6 separate regions of the Mus musculus genome follow, and regions 2, 3, 4, 5 and 6 are each linked to region 1. Evidence: chromatin contacts called from public HiCAR-type and promoter capture Hi-C data. All regions are on one chromosome and are shown on one strand. Each heading gives the region's core, a stretch centred on a gene start, on an enhancer-like site or on the middle of the called end of the contact. The rest is flanking DNA. Distances are from core to core; before and after follow the strand shown. Region 1 holds the start of Mindy3 (MINDY lysine 48 deubiquitinase 3). Region 2 holds the start of Stam (signal transducing adaptor molecule (SH3 domain and ITAM motif) 1). Region 3 holds the start of Hacd1 (3-hydroxyacyl-CoA dehydratase 1). Region 4 holds the start of St8sia6 (ST8 alpha-N-acetyl-neuraminide alpha-2,8-sialyltransferase 6). Region 5 holds the start of Trdmt1 (tRNA aspartic acid methyltransferase 1). Region 6 overlaps Trdmt1 (tRNA aspartic acid methyltransferase 1).

Evidence for each region. Promoter capture Hi-C pulls out the DNA fragments that hold promoters and counts their contacts. HiCAR-type assays count read pairs that join an accessible place to other places. Capture Hi-C pulls out chosen DNA fragments and counts their contacts.
Region 2: a contact with region 1 is called in a promoter capture Hi-C map of liver, with 4 times the contacts expected there. The contact joins the promoter of Stam here to the promoter of Mindy3 in region 1. A contact is called at or near these places in 4 of 39 promoter capture datasets (cranial neural crest, hippocampal neurons and liver), 3 of 115 datasets of contacts at active chromatin or transcription factors (astrocytes, cardiomyocytes and pancreatic cancer cells) and 1 of 9 other capture datasets (liver).
Region 3: a contact with region 1 is called in a HiCAR-type map of astrocytes, with 5 times the contacts expected there. The contact joins the promoter of Hacd1 here to the promoter of Mindy3 in region 1. A contact is called at or near these places in 5 of 39 promoter capture datasets (the C10 cell line, hippocampal neurons, liver and 1 more), 1 of 484 Hi-C or Micro-C datasets (granulocyte-monocyte progenitors), 3 of 115 datasets of contacts at active chromatin or transcription factors (astrocytes, embryonic limb bud and pancreatic cancer cells) and 2 of 9 other capture datasets (adipose tissue and liver).
Region 4: a promoter capture Hi-C map of liver shows a contact between it and region 1, with 4 times the contacts expected there. The contact joins the promoter of St8sia6 here to the promoter of Mindy3 in region 1. A contact is called at or near these places in 2 of 39 promoter capture datasets (embryonic stem cells and hippocampal neurons) and 2 of 9 other capture datasets (embryonic stem cells and liver).
Region 5: a promoter capture Hi-C map of liver shows a contact between it and region 1, with 6 times the contacts expected there. The contact joins the promoter of Trdmt1 here to the promoter of Mindy3 in region 1. A contact is called at or near these places in 9 of 39 promoter capture datasets (the 3T3-L1 cell line, the C10 cell line, cranial neural crest and 5 more), 3 of 484 Hi-C or Micro-C datasets (cortical neurons, liver and rod photoreceptor), 6 of 115 datasets of contacts at active chromatin or transcription factors (astrocytes, effector CD8 T cells, embryonic stem cells and 3 more) and 1 of 9 other capture datasets (liver).
Region 6: a contact with region 1 is called in a promoter capture Hi-C map of liver, with 4 times the contacts expected there. The contact joins the enhancer-like site here to the promoter of Mindy3 in region 1. A contact is called at or near these places in 3 of 39 promoter capture datasets (the HPC-7 cell line and liver), 1 of 484 Hi-C or Micro-C datasets (liver) and 2 of 115 datasets of contacts at active chromatin or transcription factors (extraembryonic endoderm stem cells and large pre-B cells).

The regions. Positions count from the first base shown.
Region 1 is chr2:12,417,918-12,420,848 of GRCm38.p6, forward strand. It overlaps Mindy3 (MINDY lysine 48 deubiquitinase 3), which reads right to left and starts at 1,543. Exons shown (of 15, transcript NM_024185.4): 1 at 1,242-1,543. The coding sequence starts at 1,335.
Region 2 is chr2:14,072,698-14,075,628 of GRCm38.p6, forward strand. It overlaps Stam (signal transducing adaptor molecule (SH3 domain and ITAM motif) 1), which reads left to right and starts at 1,403. Exons shown (of 14, transcript NM_011484.3): 1 at 1,403-1,639. The coding sequence starts at 1,600. It overlaps Stamos (signal transducing adaptor molecule (SH3 domain and ITAM motif) 1, opposite strand), which reads right to left and starts at 1,237. Exons shown (of 2, transcript NR_038162.1): 1 at 886-1,237.
Region 3 is chr2:14,054,469-14,057,399 of GRCm38.p6, forward strand. It overlaps Hacd1 (3-hydroxyacyl-CoA dehydratase 1), which reads right to left and starts at 1,567. Exons shown (of 7, transcript NM_013935.3): 1 at 1,263-1,567. The coding sequence starts at 1,399.
Region 4 is chr2:13,791,995-13,794,925 of GRCm38.p6, forward strand. It overlaps St8sia6 (ST8 alpha-N-acetyl-neuraminide alpha-2,8-sialyltransferase 6), which reads right to left and starts at 1,526. Exons shown (of 8, transcript NM_145838.1): 1 at 1,350-1,526; 2 at 760-858. The coding sequence starts at 1,450.
Region 5 is chr2:13,543,226-13,546,156 of GRCm38.p6, forward strand. It overlaps Trdmt1 (tRNA aspartic acid methyltransferase 1), which reads right to left and starts at 1,439. Exons shown (of 11, transcript NM_010067.4): 1 at 1,344-1,439. The coding sequence starts at 1,407.
Region 6 is chr2:13,521,810-13,524,740 of GRCm38.p6, forward strand. Trdmt1 (tRNA aspartic acid methyltransferase 1) reads right to left here. Exons shown (of 11, transcript NM_010067.4): 4 at 1,617-1,688; 5 at 1,015-1,080; 6 at 269-338. Among named protein-coding and RNA genes, the nearest start is that of Trdmt1, 21 kb to the right of the region's middle. Within about 2 kb of position 1,377, at least 62 of the 459 cell types and tissues checked have an H3K27ac peak or open chromatin away from gene starts, as enhancers often do. A contact at or near this core is called in extraembryonic endoderm stem cells and liver, where this site is marked.

The DNA.
Region 1 (2,931 bases), core at 293-2,792:
GCATCATTAGACTAGCAGAGGAAGGGCTGTGATCCATATTCCTTTAAAGAATGTAACCAACAATATCAGATGCCATCACAAAATCAGGGATACTTGAAGACAAGGGAACAATCTAGCAGCAAGCAACACTGTGTTTCCATTCAGAGCACCACACCTAACCACATTAATTACAACATGAAACTGCTTTCCCGTATTACTCACCTAGATCTCCACCCTCCCACCACCCATCCAAAAAACATTCCAAACACTGACGATAACTTAAAGCTCACTCGAAGGCTGGAGATGTAATGATCTTAACAGTGGCACCCTCTTTGTATCACACATTGCAGTCCCAGGGCCCCTCCCCTTTCACTCCTGCAGCAGGTTAGCCCAGAGTGGCAGAGGCACTTGCGTTCTTTGGTAAACACTCTCTCACTCAAACTCTTCCTCATCAAAAGCCATTTAGAGCAATGGTTCTCAACCTGTGGGTCGCGACCCCCTGGGAGTCGCATATTAGATATTTATATTACTACGTAACCGTAGCAAAATTACAGTTATGAAGTACTTTTATACAAAATACTTTTATAATTAGGGGTTACCACAACATGAGGAGCTGCATAAAAGGGTCACAACATTAGGATGGCTGAGAACCACTAATTGGAGCAGGGGTACTAGCTCTGGGTATCCAACAGGCCAGAGCAATGGCAATAGAACCTAACACAGAGTACCCGAGGTGTCTGAGCCGGGTTATTGGAATCAAGTCCGGGATCTAGAACTGAGCGCAGAGTCCCGAAAGTGGTCAGAGCAGGGGTACTGGGATCAAACTCTGTAGGAAAGAGTGCGAGTACCGGAAGATTAGAGTTGTACTAGTACCAAGCGCCGGTACAGGGAAAGAAAGCGAGTGCGGGAAGCCGAGCAGCCGCAGCTGGGGTACTGGGACCAAGGGCTGGTACGGGGAAAGAGTGCGGATACTAGAGGGACTGAAGCCGGGATACTAAGCGCGAGCACAGGGAAGGAGTGAGGGGACCGGAGGGGCTGGAGCTACTGGGACAGAACGCGGGTGCCCCGAGTGCCTAAAGCGTGGTTACTGGGACCAAGCACGGGTACTGGTGAAGAATGGGCATTGGGGCCAAGCGCCAGGTACCCGAGGTGATGGGGTCGGGGCGAGATGGTGGAGCGGGGGTAATGGGACCGAAAGAGGCGTCCTGGCCCGACTCCCGGAGCCCAAGCTGAGCGGCTGGAACGGAGCCCTGCCTTGGTACCTTGCGTCCAGCGGCAGAAGATGGTGTCCGACAGTCCGGGACTGCTCTTGGTGCCCCACACCAGCTCCAGCAGCTCTTTGGTCACTTCGGACATGATGGGAACTGGACAAGAAGTGGGTCTTTGCTTCTCGGACTCCGGTCCCGGAACATAGGGAAGGGGAGGCTCGAGAAAAGGGCAGCGGGACGGCAGCGGTCGGACGCGAACGGGAGGTCGAGATGGGTGAGGGCAGCACACTGCCGGCACAGACCGCCTGTCAAGCCGGGCGAAGCGGCAACTAGGAGTTTCCCCTGCCGGAAGCGGCCTGACTTCCGGCTTCCTTTAGCCCCGCCCCCGCGGAGGGCTGGGAGAAAAAAAAAAAATCTCTTCCCCGGAAGCAGAAGTGGAGAGAGAGTCTCTAAACGCTAGGAGACTTTGGCTTTTTTTGGGAGCTGTCCTGTTTGGGGATAGTTGGACTATTGACTTTTGCACTGCCCTACCAGGGGGCTGAGACCTCCTCTCCTGGACTCTGCTCTACTTTTTTTCTTAACCTTTTTTAAAAAATTGATTTCTGCTCTACTTTTGTAGCAGGCTTTGAGGCTTTTGCTGTTACCTGGTCCTTGAAATCTAGAATATTATGTAAGCTAGAATTATAAGAGGATGGGCTATACCCTTGAGTTGAAAGTTGCCTTCCTCAGTCTCTTGATAAACCTTAAAAAAAAAAAAATCCAACCAAGTCATTAGCTAGTTACACCTGTAAATGCATTTGTGTATTTAAAATACCTCTACAGGTATAACACATTACAAAGCTAACTGGGGCTAAGCTGACCTAAACCAACCAATTGATAAATAGCACAGATTTCATATCGAAATTTTAAGGCCCCTATGTTGGCAGTACTTGGGATTAAAGACCCAGGTTTTATTCAAGGATTAACATTCCATTATACTTAGTATGAAAACTATTTGTGGCATTTAAAAAAGAATTTTCATTGGTTGGCTTTGACAATTAGGAATGGAAAGGGCAAATGTGCATTATAAAAGTTTGTGGACATTGGGGTGTTTGTTTGCTTATTTGTTTCTGGAATGCAGTATTTCATACTTATTTGGAAGTCGGACTCTGAGTCATGAAAACCCCAGACTCTTCCATGCTGAATATCAAGTTAGCTTCACTCCACCTTTGATTGTTGTTCCCTAAATTAGTAATTGCCATACACTTATCACCATTACACATATTGTGAGGTATAAAAGAAAAAAAATGTGTAAAAGGATCCAGGTCCTTTCTGGCATATGGAATATATTCACAAAACAAGGGATATTTTATTCATTAAGATATTTTGTGGCAATTTGATGCAACACCAATGACTCACATTTTAGGCACCTTGCTATTTAATATAGTAATTTTTCAAGACACATAGTTTGCTGATTTCAAAATACAGATATCTTATCTTGTTCCACGTTAACTAGTTAAGATAAATGAACTCATTTTAAATCACCCAGTTTGAAAACAAGGGTTTCCTAATGTATAGTTTTTTTAAAGCATTCTTCCCTGTAGTACCAGGGGATTGCTAAAAATACCTGTTGTGACCACGGCCTTCCTCATGAGTTTTTAAAAATGTCTCTTGTATTCTCTATATTATTTTTTAAAAAATTACATTCATGCCAGGCATGATGGCACACACCTTTAATCCCAGCACTTAGGAGGCAGAGGCAGAT
Region 2 (2,931 bases), core at 153-2,652, 1.7 Mb after region 1:
TTACAGGGGATTTGCTTCTAGTAATTTATTTCATCTTCAATGGTTTGTCATTTCCGTTTCTTATTTATGAGGAAACAGACAGAGGAGTTTGTCCAATCTCTTTAATGTCGGACAGTTTAGCGGTCATCAAAACTTTGATATTGTAAACAACGCTGCCATTAATATCTTGGTTCATGTTTTAAAAGACTGTAAGATTTAAAATTCAGAATAACTGGAACCAGAGGCACATTTCCAAAAGCTGGCTATATACTTCCCATCCTTTCTCTTAAGAATGCTGTAATTTATACCCCATCAGGCAACTTTGTTTCCCATCCCTTGGATTCTTTTAGTTTTAAATGACTGAAAACGTTAACCGATGCTTTAGTTTGCTCCTCTTCCTCCAAAATTCGACTTTAACTGTTTAGTAAGCAAGCTGTTTGTACTGTTATACAAATCTTGTTGACATGTTTATAAGCTTCCCTTTTTGTAAGGGTCCCTATTTGGGCACTTTTTACCGAATCTCAGTGCATGTGCAAGACCGACTTGCTAACTTTACGTAATATTTCCAAGAGATGATTCTTTAGATTTCACATGATTTAGAGGACAATGTGTGTGTGTGTGTTGGGAGCTGGGGAGGGGGCGTGCGTTACATACATATGTACAAATTAGATCACCAAATCAACATTTTAAGTTGCCAAGAGTCCTCATCAATGTCTGGCTCCATTTTTCATGTGTGTGTGTGTGTTTTTTTTTTTTTTTCAATTTCTGCCGTTGGGTGTGCGTGCTTATCTCAGGCTGAGAAGGTCTAATCTTCTCAGGGACTCAGTGACTGCACGTTTAGTCAGTCGGAGCCCACACCCAGGAAGGCTCCCTCTGATCTCAGGCTGGGGAATGAGCCAGCGTTACCTCAGCCTCTCGAGAGGCTGTGCGCCTCGACACTCCCTCCAAGGGATTCAGGCCAGCTCCACCAGCTCACATGACTCCAATCCCAGCAACTTCCATGAACCCTCGACGAGCGCGCTCAACATTTTCCTCGGGTAACCCAAAGGACTGCCTGACTTTCTAGAGGGATTGCAACATCACAACAACCCATCGAATAAACCCAAGGAGTTAAAAATTAAGGGTTTGGCTGGACCCAAACTGAACCCTCTCCCTCTCCCAGTCTCTTATTCACTCTAGAGGCTCTTAGTCGGCCTCGGTGCGCCTGAAGGACCTCGTCCTCCCGAGACGCCCGGGGACATGGAAAAGCCGAGAACCTAGCCGCTAACCCCACGGGCACGCGGGAACTCAGCAGAGGAAGAGACAGCGGCGGCTCATCGCGTGGGCCTCGGCGGAGGCGGCGGGCTCTGGCCAGACCCGGAGCGGGCAGTGTTCAGGCAGCGCTCAAGTCGCCTACATTCCCGACACGCCCCGCGCGGGGGCCTGTTCCGCTTCTCGGCTGTTGCCGCCGCCGCCGCCTCTGTTGCTGGGGTGGGTGAGAGGAGGGGCTGAGAGGGACCCTGCACTGGCAGGCAGGCGCCCTTGCTGTGTTTGTACCTGAGGGGCCTCCTTTCTCCGTCACCCCTAGAGTGCCGCGGGGTCGAGGGGCAGTCCCCGGGGACACCTCGGCACGCAGCGGACATGCCTCTCTTTGCCACCAACCCCTTCGACCAGGATGTTGGTAAGTGTTTTCACCGCCCCCCGTGGGTGCCCCCCGAGACTGCGAGCCCGCGCCGACTCCCGTCCCACTGCGTTCGTTCATTCTGGATTCCCGAGGCCGAGCCCACGTTCTTCTCTCCCGGGGCCCCTTCGTTCAGAGTTGGGAGAGGGTTGAGCGCTTGGCGCATCCTCTTTGGAAGAAATGGGACTTAGAACCTCTCTAATGGGCCTTGGTAAGGGACTTGGGGAGGGGGAGCTTTGAAGGAATCGCTTAAGGGATTCGGGGTAAAGGGTTGCCTCGGGAGGAACAGACGACGAAGCCATCTGCCGCTGGGGCATGGCTTCTGGGAGAAGAGCGAAGGACAGACGTATCTTGGCTTAAGCAGATTGATTATATGCTCTATCGCCAAAGTATTTGCCTGGCCCAATGGAACTGGCAGAATGTTTTAGGTAAGGTTACTTAAAGGGTTTTTTAAATAGCCCTATAACGGTCCCTGGAGGAGAGAGGTCTGGTTACGTACTGGTAGGTTGAAATGTTGGAAGAGATGGAGATGGATTACTTGGCAACAACTGAAAACGCAGACATGAGCCTTTGGGATGCCTTTTTCAGGCTGGGCCTCTGCCTTTGGGGAAGTGTGGAAGAGGATTTTGATTCTAGGATGGGGTCTGAAATGCTAAATTTTTTGTTGTCTGAATCATTGGTATTAGGTACCAAGCATACCAATTTAACAGGTTAGCTATCTATTTTTCAGACCTGATTTGAATTTCTTGAAAGAATTTTGGGATGTTTTTGAATGCATTACATTGAACTACACTGGCAGCATAGTGTGGAATGAAAGCGAACCAATACCATCCAGTCCCACAGGCTGAATTTAAGCATAACTGTAGTAAAAGAATGTAAGGATAACTTGTGAGAGTTACTTTATGAATTTTGTTTATTAGAGGTGAATTTTACATTTTGCCAACTGGAGAAAATGTACTATTACTGCCGCTTCCTGCCTGGTTCATAGTGATTCAGTTGAATGTCCTGAATCTGAGCTGTGGATGGAACTTTAGAAATCATCAATAGTGCTAAATAAGTAATGAATTGGGAAATTGTGTTTAATAAGTGCTTAGCACCAGTACTTACTGAACACAGTGTTCATTGACAAGAAATGCAACCATGAAGACCATCTCATTGCGGCTCTTTGGCTGTTTTACAATTTGTTACATCAGTCTTTAGGACAAATGCTTATAATAAAACAATATTTGCTGCCTCTGTTCCTGGCACCTATAGTGATCCTATATGATCTTGCTTTCTGCTAATCAGTCACA
Region 3 (2,931 bases), core at 317-2,816, 1.6 Mb after region 1:
GTACCCCTCACAGGATTGCAGAAAACTAAAAATTAGAAGACAGCCAAAGGAACCAGCACAGTCCCTGGCACACAGTAACCCCCAATAAATACATATCTACGAACTAATTATATTTGATGTTCAGTAGTATAATATATACTAGATGATCGACAGGAACATTTGTTAAATAGAATCACATTTTTTTACACGTTCACATTTTTTCTATAAGCTTCAGAGACTTTTAAATACTAAAGGTTTCTTCACAATCCTCTAACTTAAAACGTGAGAAGATATTGAGAAAGTAACTCTTTCTAAAGGCAAGACAGCAAAGGACATTTTCATAATGGGTTTCGGTCACAGTAGACCCATAAGTCATTTGATAGCCCTTTGATCCTAACTTCCTACTCACACTAGGTCTGGGGGGAGGCCAGAGATGGGGAGTAGGGTGGGTAGTCGGTAATCTGGAAAGGACAAGGCCAGAAAGATGCTGATTATCTGCCCTGTTCCAGATGTTTCAAACAAAGTCCCAAGTGGGCATTTCTAAGTGCCATGCTTAAAACAAAAACAGTAGGTGAAGAAAAAACAGTAGGTGAAGACACTGCCCAGCAATCCACAGCACCAGGAACCACACGGCCAGGGTCCGGTGCCCACAGCCAGCGGACAGCTCCCGGCTCGGGTGAATAGACCGGGCCGTTTCTTCAACAGCAGGCGGAGGCGGCCGAGCCGCAGTCGCCTGCCCCGTGGGTCGGCCCCACATTCCTGCCCGGGTCTATACTTAACCTCCGGCCCGCGCCCCGTGCCGCCGCGCCACACCGTGCACCGTATTAGGCAATGCCCAGCGAGCGGCGGCTGGCCGCCCCGCCCCGCCCCGCTCCATTCAACCCCGCTACGCCCCTCCCCCACTGCGCCGCGCGCCCCCGCCGCGCCGCGACCACCTAGGGCCCAGCACGCGCGCTCTTGCTCTCTGCGCCCCGGCCACTCTCCCAGAGTGCTCCGATCGCAAGTGGCCGGGCACACGCGCTGTCCCGCTCCATGTGCGCCTACGGGGCCGCGACCCCCAGTTGGCCGACACGCGCGCTCTCGCTCCAAAAGCCCCCGCCACCGTCGCGCGCCTCCGCCTAGACCCCTGACAGTTCCCCCGTGCGCTTCCGTTCCATCCCCGTGCGCGCGCCCTCGACCCCCAGCAGCCCCGCGAGAGCGCGCTCCCCGCGTCCCCGAGCCCGGATCGCTGAGGGACCGCACTGGTGCTTGCGGAGCGTGGAAGGACCTTCGCGCGCACGTACCCGGCCGTCATGGCGATATTGTAGAAGGTGAGCCAGGCGGTGGCCAGTAAGCCTAGGCGTCTCCGCTTGCCGGCGGCTTCCTTCTCGTCGCTGGCCTCGGAGGCGCCGTTGGTGCCGTCCTCCTCACTGGACGCCATGGTGACCGCGCACGCGGACCCGGAGGAGCAGCGCACAGGAGCGGGAGGGGCCGGCTGAGCGCGCCACTGAAGTGCCGCTGCCCGCGGCCGCCGCCTCGGTCCAGCGCTCCATGTGCGACGCGCGGGGGGTCGGCGCCGCCTGCCCGGCCTCCCGCGAGGGGGAGGAGCGCGCCCCCGGCCGCGCGCCCCGCCCCGGCGCCGCCTCTCGGGAGCGCGCGCTCAGGGCCCTAGCCCCGGGGTGGGCCAGCCGGGGTCATGGCTTCCAGGCAGTGTCACGCGGCGCGCTCCCGCGGGAGAGCTGTCCGCACTGGCTGCGACCTCTTCCTAGAGAGACGCGAGCGACGTGCGCCCTGGCAGTGGGTGCCCCGCTGGAGAGCCTTGTCCAGATAGAGCGAGTGCACCCGAGGTGGCAGGGGTTTTGCCCCGAGAGCAGGGTCTCCCTACCAAATGCTCGCTCTCCCGAGTTTCTGGAGAAGCAACTCCGGCCTAGCCTTGCCCCATGCCTTTCATTACTGGGTCAGACGGATGTCATGGGTTCTAGAGATCTGTTCTAAAGGAAGCTGGGAGAAAGGACGTAGGCAAAGAGGGATAGGTGTTAGGATACTGACAGGAAATCCAGCCATGGTGTTAACAAGTTTCCTGTCCTGCTGGGAAGAAGTGCCCAATGGCTCTCCACATTTAATCTCCCCTTTTTCTCTCTTCTTCTCAAGAACCATTCTGGTAATAGCCCCCTTTCCTTTCCCTTTATAGAGTGTGGCTAAGCAAGCAGCCTAGAGTCAGTTTACTGAAATTCAACCCCCAAATTCCTGACTCCACCAGTCTGGGAATTTAGAAGTTTGTGTATGCCTACATTTCTGCAAAAGAAAATAAAATGGTAAACCTCATAGAGAGATAGGGTTAAGGAAATGATCCATCAAAATCAAGTACTGACTTGATACTGTTTGTCAACTGAAGTATGCATATTAGTACTTTTCAGGCATCTTGCTTATAATGAGAGAAAGACATTTTGCAAAGGGCAACACTGTCAGAGGGGAGAAATGACTATAGGTTTGTCCATGAACTCCCCTGGGTGTGCACATTGTTGTGGATGTGAAATGGGAGGATTACCCGTCCAGTTTCAGAAATGTCAGGGGAAGTGGGGTTAAGTAAAACCTTCCAAGTGGAAAGTGTACTAGGGATAAATTTACTAAAGCAGGTGCCGGCCCTGTACACTGAACATTAAATCACTGCCATATGACACAACAGGCCTCTAAATCTCAAAATGTTACAATGTCAGTTCTCTCCAGATGCCAGCAGGTTTTATTTGAAAAGCTAAAACCTACAGATCCATGAACATGTATAGGAAGAACTAGGAGCATGTGCATAGCCTATTTATTATAAACCTCACTATGAAACTACAATGGTCAACCTAGAATAGTAAGCAGAAGGGAATTGTGGACCAATGTGACTGCAGAGTTCAAATACACCATAACCTGAAGCAATTCAGTGTGGGAATTTTAATCTTTTCAATGAGTGGAGCAACTGGACAACCA
Region 4 (2,931 bases), core at 276-2,775, 1.4 Mb after region 1:
TACAGAATATTAAGATGGTGAATAACTAGTAACAAGCAACATTGGTGGGAGGTGGTAAAATCATGTTCAGGCCTATGATCCTTTAGGGGAAAAAGATGACACACAAACACAAAGTACAATCTCACATGTACTTTTCACATATAGGAAATAGACATTACAGAGACATAAAGTAGTCCTAACCTGAAAATGATACCTGGGTCTGGGCTCTGAGTTAATATTAAATTCTCTTATGTATTTCCCCTATGGCTTTCTATATTAAGTTGTGTTATTTCTATAATCAGAATAATAGATATCCAATAATTACTGTACATTAATACACACCCACAGTAAGGAAGAAATGTAAGTTCTTTTTCATCCAGGACAAACACACTGAAGAATTGTATTCCTTCGATCTCAACACAGATGCACTTTAAAGAACAGAAAACAAAACCCACAAACCAAATCTCTCAGTAAAGATAGACAAGTGCCTTCTCTGGGGTTTTCCACACACCTTTATCTACAGAATTCAGTACCCATCTTTGAAAGTGTAGCCGATATGGAGAGATGTGTTTTTAAAGGTTGATGTGCGTAGTCTCTCTCTCTCTCTCTCTCTCTCTCTCTCTCTCTCTCTCTCTCTCTCTCTCTCTCTCTCTCTCTCTCTCTGTCAAAGACAGACAGAGACAGACAGACAGAGATATCCAGGCAAAACGCTCAAGTGAGTTCCACGGGTCTCGCAGTCTTGCCCAGACCTTGTCCATCTGTCCCTAGTGGCCTTAGTACCTGTTCCTGGTGCGTGGTACCGGGGTTGTCGGGCTCCAGAGTGTCTTCAGTGCAGCTGAGGTACCACTGGTGTCCTCTCTGCTTCCCTCCATCAACAGCCTGCACAGCCAGGGAGAAAACTAAGTTATTACACCGCGTTGGAAGCCAGTGTGGCTGGCAGACTGGGCACTGCACTCCAGACGTAATCAGAGCATCTTTGTGCACCCCAGCTCCCGGGATGGGTCCCTAATCTTGAAGTTAGACAGGAAAAATCCCATAGGACAAAACCAGGAGTAGAATGGGGGAGTCCTGGAGCCTGGCGGGAAACCTCTTCAGGAGGTTCCGCTCTGCAGCTCCCTCGCCCACAGAGGCACTATCCGGAGCCCTCCCAACCCCGACGTGTCCCTTTCCACTTCAAACCAAGACATCCGGCCAAGCGTCGCCTCTCCGCGACCCCTGATCTCCACCCTACCCTCAAGGAGCTGCTTAGTCAAAAGTCTAAAGTGGTCAGTCACCCGGATCTTTCCGGGCGTCCCCTGGAAGCAACACCCAGAGCACAGCGTGGGCGCACCGGACCTTTCAGGTGGGGCGAGTTGAGGCCGGGGAATTACCTGGAGCGGGCAGGCGCGTCGGCTGGGCACCAGAGCATACGCAGGAGGAGCAGCAGCATCAGGCTGCCTATGAGGGCGAACAGCGTGCCCCCCGATCTCATCCTGAGCCACGGGCGTCCTCGCCGCCAAAGCTGCCGGGGCGAAGCGCAGCCCGGGCGGCACCGACTCGCCGCTCCGGTCACCGCCTTCGCCGCCGCCGCCACCGCGGCCGCTGCCACGCACACCCCCAGCGTTCAAAGGCGGTGGCGCGGGCCCGCACTCTGGGGGCTGCCCAGAGCCCAGCCTGCAACAGTGTTGCTGGGCACCGAGCCGAAGAAGCCGCGTTCGGGCTCGCTCGCTTCTTCCAAGCCAGCCCCGGCCGCCGAAGCTGGCGAAGCTGGCGGACAGCTAGCGGATGACGATTCTCCAAGCTCGTCGCTTGTCCTCCCGGAGGCGCTCGGAGCCGCTGCGGGCTCTGGTCGCTGCAGCCGCCGCTGCCTCTGCCTACTGCTGCCGCCGCCGCCACGCGGGGTCACCTGAAGGTTGGGGTATGAGCGCTCAACTCCGCGCTGATTGGGCTCCAACTTTTCAGCTGCTCTCACCTTCGCCCGAGTGCGCGCTTGGCCCCAAGTGACCCACCCAATCACATTGCGACTCTGCTATGTAGCTGAGGCCCTGAGCTAGAACCTGGAGGACTGAAGAGAAGAGCAGAAAGGACCCACTTCAAAAAGTTTGCAAACTGGGTTGCTCAGTTGGATCCTCCCACGTGCCTGAAAGCTGCCAGGAACTTGGTAACGTTTGAGTAGACTGGCATTGCATGGCACCTTCCCACGACGTTCCGTGGACAGTTGACACCAAATTACCAAGAGATCTTCAAGGGCAATTTGTCCACCCACCTTTGACCAGAGTCATCTCTGCTTGCTTTAAAACAACTGTTTTATTGGACATCTTTGTGTCCAGTAATTTGTATTATTGATGAGCATGCGATTGTGTGACAGATTGACTGCTTATAAGGGCAGAATTGAGTAGTGGTGACTGCGAGTCTATAGCTCTCAAAACCTGAAGTGTTTACCATTGTTTACCAAATGTTTTTCAGAAAAACAGATTTGCCTACTGCCAATGGAGGTGATCTCTGGATTTTAAATTCTTGCCTAATCCAGAACCTAATTGGAATTATAACGAACACGAGAATTTCACCAATAAGAGAAAAATGCACCAACCAATCATAGGCAGCTAACTCATCACACCACGCAAAGTCAGTTACCTACATGTAGCCAATCAGGTGATCCCTCTACTAAGACTTTGTGCCCGCCCACCAAAAGCTTGCTGCCCACTGATAGGCAGATATCCCCTCTTCTGTTTCCCAGTGCTGCCTAATTCACGAGTCCTTCTTTGTTCAAGTAAATGGTTGACATTTATTTGTCTCAAATATTTCTTTTCTCGTAGCTATAGGTCGACATCCAGTTTCTGTGTTGAAACTCTATCCTCCAACTGTGATTTGATCCTCAACACGAGGCTGGAGAGATGGCCCACTTGAGTTGGATGAATTAGCTAGGGCAGGGTTCAGTGGGAGGATCTGTGCCAAACAATAAGGTGGAGAGTG
Region 5 (2,931 bases), core at 189-2,688, 1.1 Mb after region 1:
AGTTAGTGAATGGGACCAATGGTAGTAACGAAGTGTGGCTAAGAGATCTGCTAGACAGATCTAGGTTAGGCTTCTGGCTCTACCACCAAGCTAGCTTATTACAGACTCAGAACAGGTCCTGACATGTAGATGCCCTTAATAAAAGGTAAAGCCAGCTGTCACTGTTATTAATCTTTATTAGCTGCATAAATAAAGAAAAACACCAGGATGTACTACTTCCTTACAGATAAATTTAAAACCAAAGTTTATCTAACATACAAACACTAAAAAAGATTAATAATTAAATATTAATTGTTATTAATTAATATGATTAAGACCTCTTCTATAAGCAAACCTCAAACCGAAGATGTAGGGAGCTTTCGGTAACCAGAAAGTTACTTTGGATAACAGGGAAAGTATTTCTTAACAGGTCATATATTAACTAACATAAGGCAGGTTAAAAAAAAAAAAAAAGCTATCGTAGAAAAGTTTGAATTTGCAATCTCTGAGAGGCAACAGAAGCAAAAGTAAAAGTAAAGGCTAGAACTTAGGGACTTTCAAGAGTGAAGGAATACAAAAATCTTGCTCCACTTAGCTTCTTGTTACTCTAGTTAATAAAAAGAGAAGCAAAGTTTCCTTTTTGCATTTGTCTTAGTCTTAGCAACTTCAGGACAGACGTGCTTGCACATGTGCACAGACACACACACACACACACAAACACGCGCCCGCACACCCACTGTCACTTCATATCCCAAGTGCCTAAAATACAGTACTGGTCAATGGAGTTCACCAAGTAAATATTTCTGAGTTATCACAAAAGTGGGTAGAGACCAAAGAAATTACGAAGCTTCCAAACCTAAGTGACAGCAAACTAATTTCTAAGCTGCTACAGTGTGTCAAGCACATTACTGTTTTTAATTCTCCCCCTTCACACTAATACTTGTACATTTCTATCTTGAACTGCAGTTATCCCCCTGCTCCAACCCACCCCCGCCCGCTTTCGTGACTTCCTCCAAGCCCAGTGACAGCCAGTCTAGAATTTGGATCTTGGCTTTGGGCAAAGGGCTCGCCCTTGCCTTAACTTTGTCTGAAGCAACTTAGGTTCATTTGGCTGCACACGAATGCAGCCTCACAAACAGTACCATGGGGAGCCGGCCTGCTTAGGCTCCAAGGATTGGGGCCAGAGTAGGGGAGTCTCAGCCTGGAGGGGCGGACCAGGGAGGCTCACTAAAGTGGTTTCCAGGGCAACCGAGGTCGACCGCACCAGGTCCCGCCCCACCGCCCCGCCGCCCCGCCCCTCCGCGGCGCGAGAGCCGGAACCTGCGGCCCCAAGTGAATCCAAGAGAAGCTGTCTGTCCGCTCACCTCGCAGCGCGTGGTGCATGCCACCAATGCCACTGTACAGCTCCAGGACACGCAGAGGTTCCATCCTCTCGCAACCGCGACCGCGGCCTGGAAACTAGGCCTACCGGTTCTCTGCGTCTCTTACTCCCCCATGTCCGCTCCGTTCCCTTCGCTTCTGGTTCCGCGGCTTTTCAGTTCCCCCAACCCCCTGTTCCTCTAGCTGCAGATTAAGATCACAGTTTGGAGCCCGGGGGCTAGCAGGGCTAGGAAGGGGACAAAGGACAGACAAACTATTAATAAGGCCTCCCAAGTGAGAGACTGCCGCTCCTTAGCCTGATTTGTGCTTTTTCCTCCTTGTTTTGTGTTTTCTGAGGCCTTGAGTAGAGAGCTGAAACCACCCTTGGCTTTGAAGTAAATTACTGATTAGAACACAGTCTTTTTGTTTGTTTGGTTTTGGTTTTTTTGTTTGTTTGTTTTTAACTGCAGGTTCCTTTTGTTCTTTTAAAGTCTGACCTGATCAAGCAATTCTTTGAGGAATCTTGGGCACATATCTATATGCTCTCTGGTGTGCCTGTGCGAGAGTAAGAAGTTAAGTCCTACCAGGCTCTTTCCTAAAGAAAGCTCCAGAATTACAAGTACTTAAAGCCGATCCCTCTGAGCCCATTCATAATAGGGAGGATGCCTGCTATAAATGAAAATAGGACTCATCCTATTTACCCCGACACATGCTGTTTCTTTTTATTGAAAACAGATTTTCTTCTTCACATAATATATCCTGATTGCAATTCCTCCTCCTTTACTGAAGTACCCCTAGCTCCTCCCCACCCCATCAAGATCCACCCAGTTTCTGTCTCTCATTAGAAAACAAATGGGCTTCTATAACAATGAAATAAAACAAGACAACAAAAACTAACACATCGGTATTGAGCAAAGCAAACGGGGGGGGGGGGGCGGGGGGGGGCGACGGGAGACAAGAAAAGGCCCAAGAAATGGAAAACCCATTTGCACACTCATAAAAACACTTAACTGGAAACCATAATAATAAATGCAAAGAGCAGTAGGGTAAAAAGAGAGAAGAAAATATATAAATAAAATAAAATAAAATAAAATAAAATAAAATAAAATAAAATAAAACATAAGTTAAAAATTGAAGGAGGAGGAGCCCTGGCACAACATTATAAGACAAAGACTCTCCAATGATGCTATTGAGTTCATTTCCTGTTGGCCATCAACTGCTGGGCCCACGGCCTACTCTTAAGAGTAGTTTGTTTCCCCAGTGAGATTCCCTTGGAGGAAAACAAATCTTCATTTGCAGGAGGTTATCAACCAGATATTGTTCTGAATTAGGGATGGGATGTGCCCAGTTCTCCTTGCAGCTCTAGGGCCCCACACGGTGCAGGCCTGTGCATGCTGCCTCAGTCTTTTTGAGTTCAATATGTGTTGATCACATTGATTTAAAGGGCCTTCGTTTCTTGGTTGTCCTCCATTCCCTCTGGCTCTTACACTCTTCCCATCTCCTCCTCCATGGGGTTCCCTGAGCCCTTAGGGAAGGGATTTGATGGAGACATACCATTTATGACTGAGCATTCCAGTGCTCTCTACAGAATGT
Region 6 (2,931 bases), core at 127-2,626, 1.1 Mb after region 1:
TGAATACAAGACACCCAATTTTACATGTAAAAATTCCATATAGTTTCAAACCCTACAATCGTTTATTTTCCAAAAAGAAAAATCATGAGATTTAATGAACCTATCTTATGTACAAGCAAATCAACAAGTATGCACTATGTTCTTCAGAAAGTAAGATCCATGACTGAGCTAGTTTGACACTTATATGAAATATTAAAAATAGATTTATTTTGTTTATTATATCAAATTCTCTTAAACGATACTTATATAAATAAATTGTGGTACCTACAGAAGAAGGAGACAATAGAAACTCTTGATACTGAAAGCCACAGGCTTCTATTGTTTGTATCAGCAGCCCTCTGGAAAGAGAAAAAGAGTCAAAGCAAAAAGCGGCCAGCCTTGCTTAGAAATGGCATTCTTATGTAACACTTAATCATCAGTAAAACCCGACTGTACTCAAGCCATTTAGACACACGGCTTCTAAGTCATTACTTGCGAAACTGCATGTTAATAAAAAGATAAGAGAAGAATCTCTAGTACACGTAAATAAAGCTGCCAGACAATGTGACCAATTGCTGAAAGCTTAACTTGTTAATTAATCAGATCTGGAACTGAAACGACAGCTTCCCAGGGTCCATAAGACAGGAACAGTTACAAGTAACAGTGACTAAAGGACTCGGGTAGATGTAGATACCGTTTTTTCCACACAGGCTACTATCAGATGAAACCCTGCCTCTGGCTGTCTCTCTCATCTAAGTAGGATGCTAAGTTCTCATTGTGAGGCTGCTCTTAATTAAAACATTTCTACCTAGAAATACTTGATACTAAAATCAGTACTCCTTCTGGAAGATTAAAATAAGAACAGAACAAGATTTTGTAATATTTTATATTATTGGTAAAAATCACACTAATTAATAAAGCCTATCTTATAAAATGTTTGAATATACACTTATTATTAAGATCTTTATCTTACAATGGTGCCTATTATAAAATATAGTAAGTCTAAAACATTTGCAAGACAAACATATTTTTTACCTTGTAGAAGATACTTCAAAACCTTTGACATTTTCTAAGAGAATATACTTGGGTAATTTTTGTAATCTAAAAAAACAAAAACAAACAGAAATACAAATACTGAATTACAAAGAAATAAAAAGAAAATCACAACTTGTGAGAAATGGGATTTATAAATAATTTTCTCTATTTTTTTAAAAATGAATTTTAACTATTTTATTTATTTTTCTCGACATGCTATATACTTGAAAAAGTTCACACTTGAAGAGTTAATTCCATTGGAACACATCTCAAAATATGGGCTTGCATAGGGCTCTGCACTGCAAAACACAAAGGGCAGTCATTCAGCCTCCGGGGCCGTGGTCACTAACACTGGGAACATGTGCAGTGACTACTACCAACGAGCAAAGGCAACAGAATTGAGCTGGCTACTGACAGTTCTGTCACTCACTATGGAGGCAAGCATGAAACTGCGAAACATTTCATGTTATTTTTATTAGTTGTGGTAAAAAAAAAAAAAAGGTGCATGTGATAACCACTAATGTCTACAAAATGACAAACACTACATTCTTCATACCCTCAACTGCAAACCTAAGGTAAGTGTACAAGAATCTACTGTTTACCTTGGGAGAATATCTAGAATATACAAGAAGCTAGTTGTCCTTGGATCGGTCATATCCCCCTGTAGGCCAATTCTAAAAAAGCAAAGAAATCACAAGAGTTTATAAAAAATTGTATGTAATGATATCAAAAAGACTTAGCCAGTTAAGAGAATTTAAATTAGTTGATCGTCACCATAAGAAAGAAAAGACAGGAAAGTAGCTGATTGGGTGGGCAGCAATCTGGAGCAGATGACAACGGTGATAAGCACCATGCAAGCACACTAAGCAATGGGAAATGCCCAGATAATCCTGTCGGGTGTAAACAGACCCTTGATCTCAGGGTTTTACTTTACAAGCAGGAATTGCAGCTAGGGCCAGCACATGTAAACAGGAGGCACTGGGCTAGCAAACAAGTCGTACAAAGGTTCACAGTGTGGTCAAGGTTCAAGTAGGAAGGAACCCTTAGATTGGGTCTGAACAACAGGAACAGAGGATCAGGTTTTTAAACTTAATGCTTAGTAGCTTCATGCTCCTAAGCTAGGTAACACTGCTGTCACTTTCCCCATATCTGACACCAAGGCGAAATCTACCAGTGAGTCTGAGGCTTATTAGCTGGGGAGTAAACTGGATTTAAACTGATTCCTCAGAAATCAGTTTTTATATTCTGTCCCTTTCCACTCAGAGTTCAGATAACAACTCCAGTCAGTTAGTGCCTGGCATCACATCAACAGCTGGAACTAGGCTTACAGTGAAGATGCTGAGCCCACTGAAACAGTATATATACTCGGGCTGCATTCTATTTTATACACACTAGGCCACACCCTCCCATATGCTCAAACCCACCCTCATATGGAATGCCATCTGTCATCGCTGATAAAACTCCTACTCTCTGTTCAGACACAGCTCTAATCATGCCTCTGGAAGAACTTCCCTTTCTGGGCATGATGCACGCCATTTTATCCTCTATGTTCTCATGGTACTCCCAGAGTTCTTACAGTACCAAATGTCACAATTTATATAATACTAATTTATGAGTCATCCCTTTCAACTGTAAACTCTGAACATTAGCAATGACAGCATCAAACACATTGCATGGCATACAAGCACAATAAACCCTCAAAAAGATAAGCTTCCTGAAGTTCAAAGATGTTAAAAAGTAACACAAGAATATTTTCTTGAATCAAAATATTTATCATATAACACTCCAGTTAGTCATATTAATACAAAGTATATAAATGATTAATAAATAATGGCTCTGACATTGTTTAACTGTACAGTCATGAGAAAGTTAACCTATCTATGCCTCAGTTTCTCACTTTCAAAATAATAATAACAA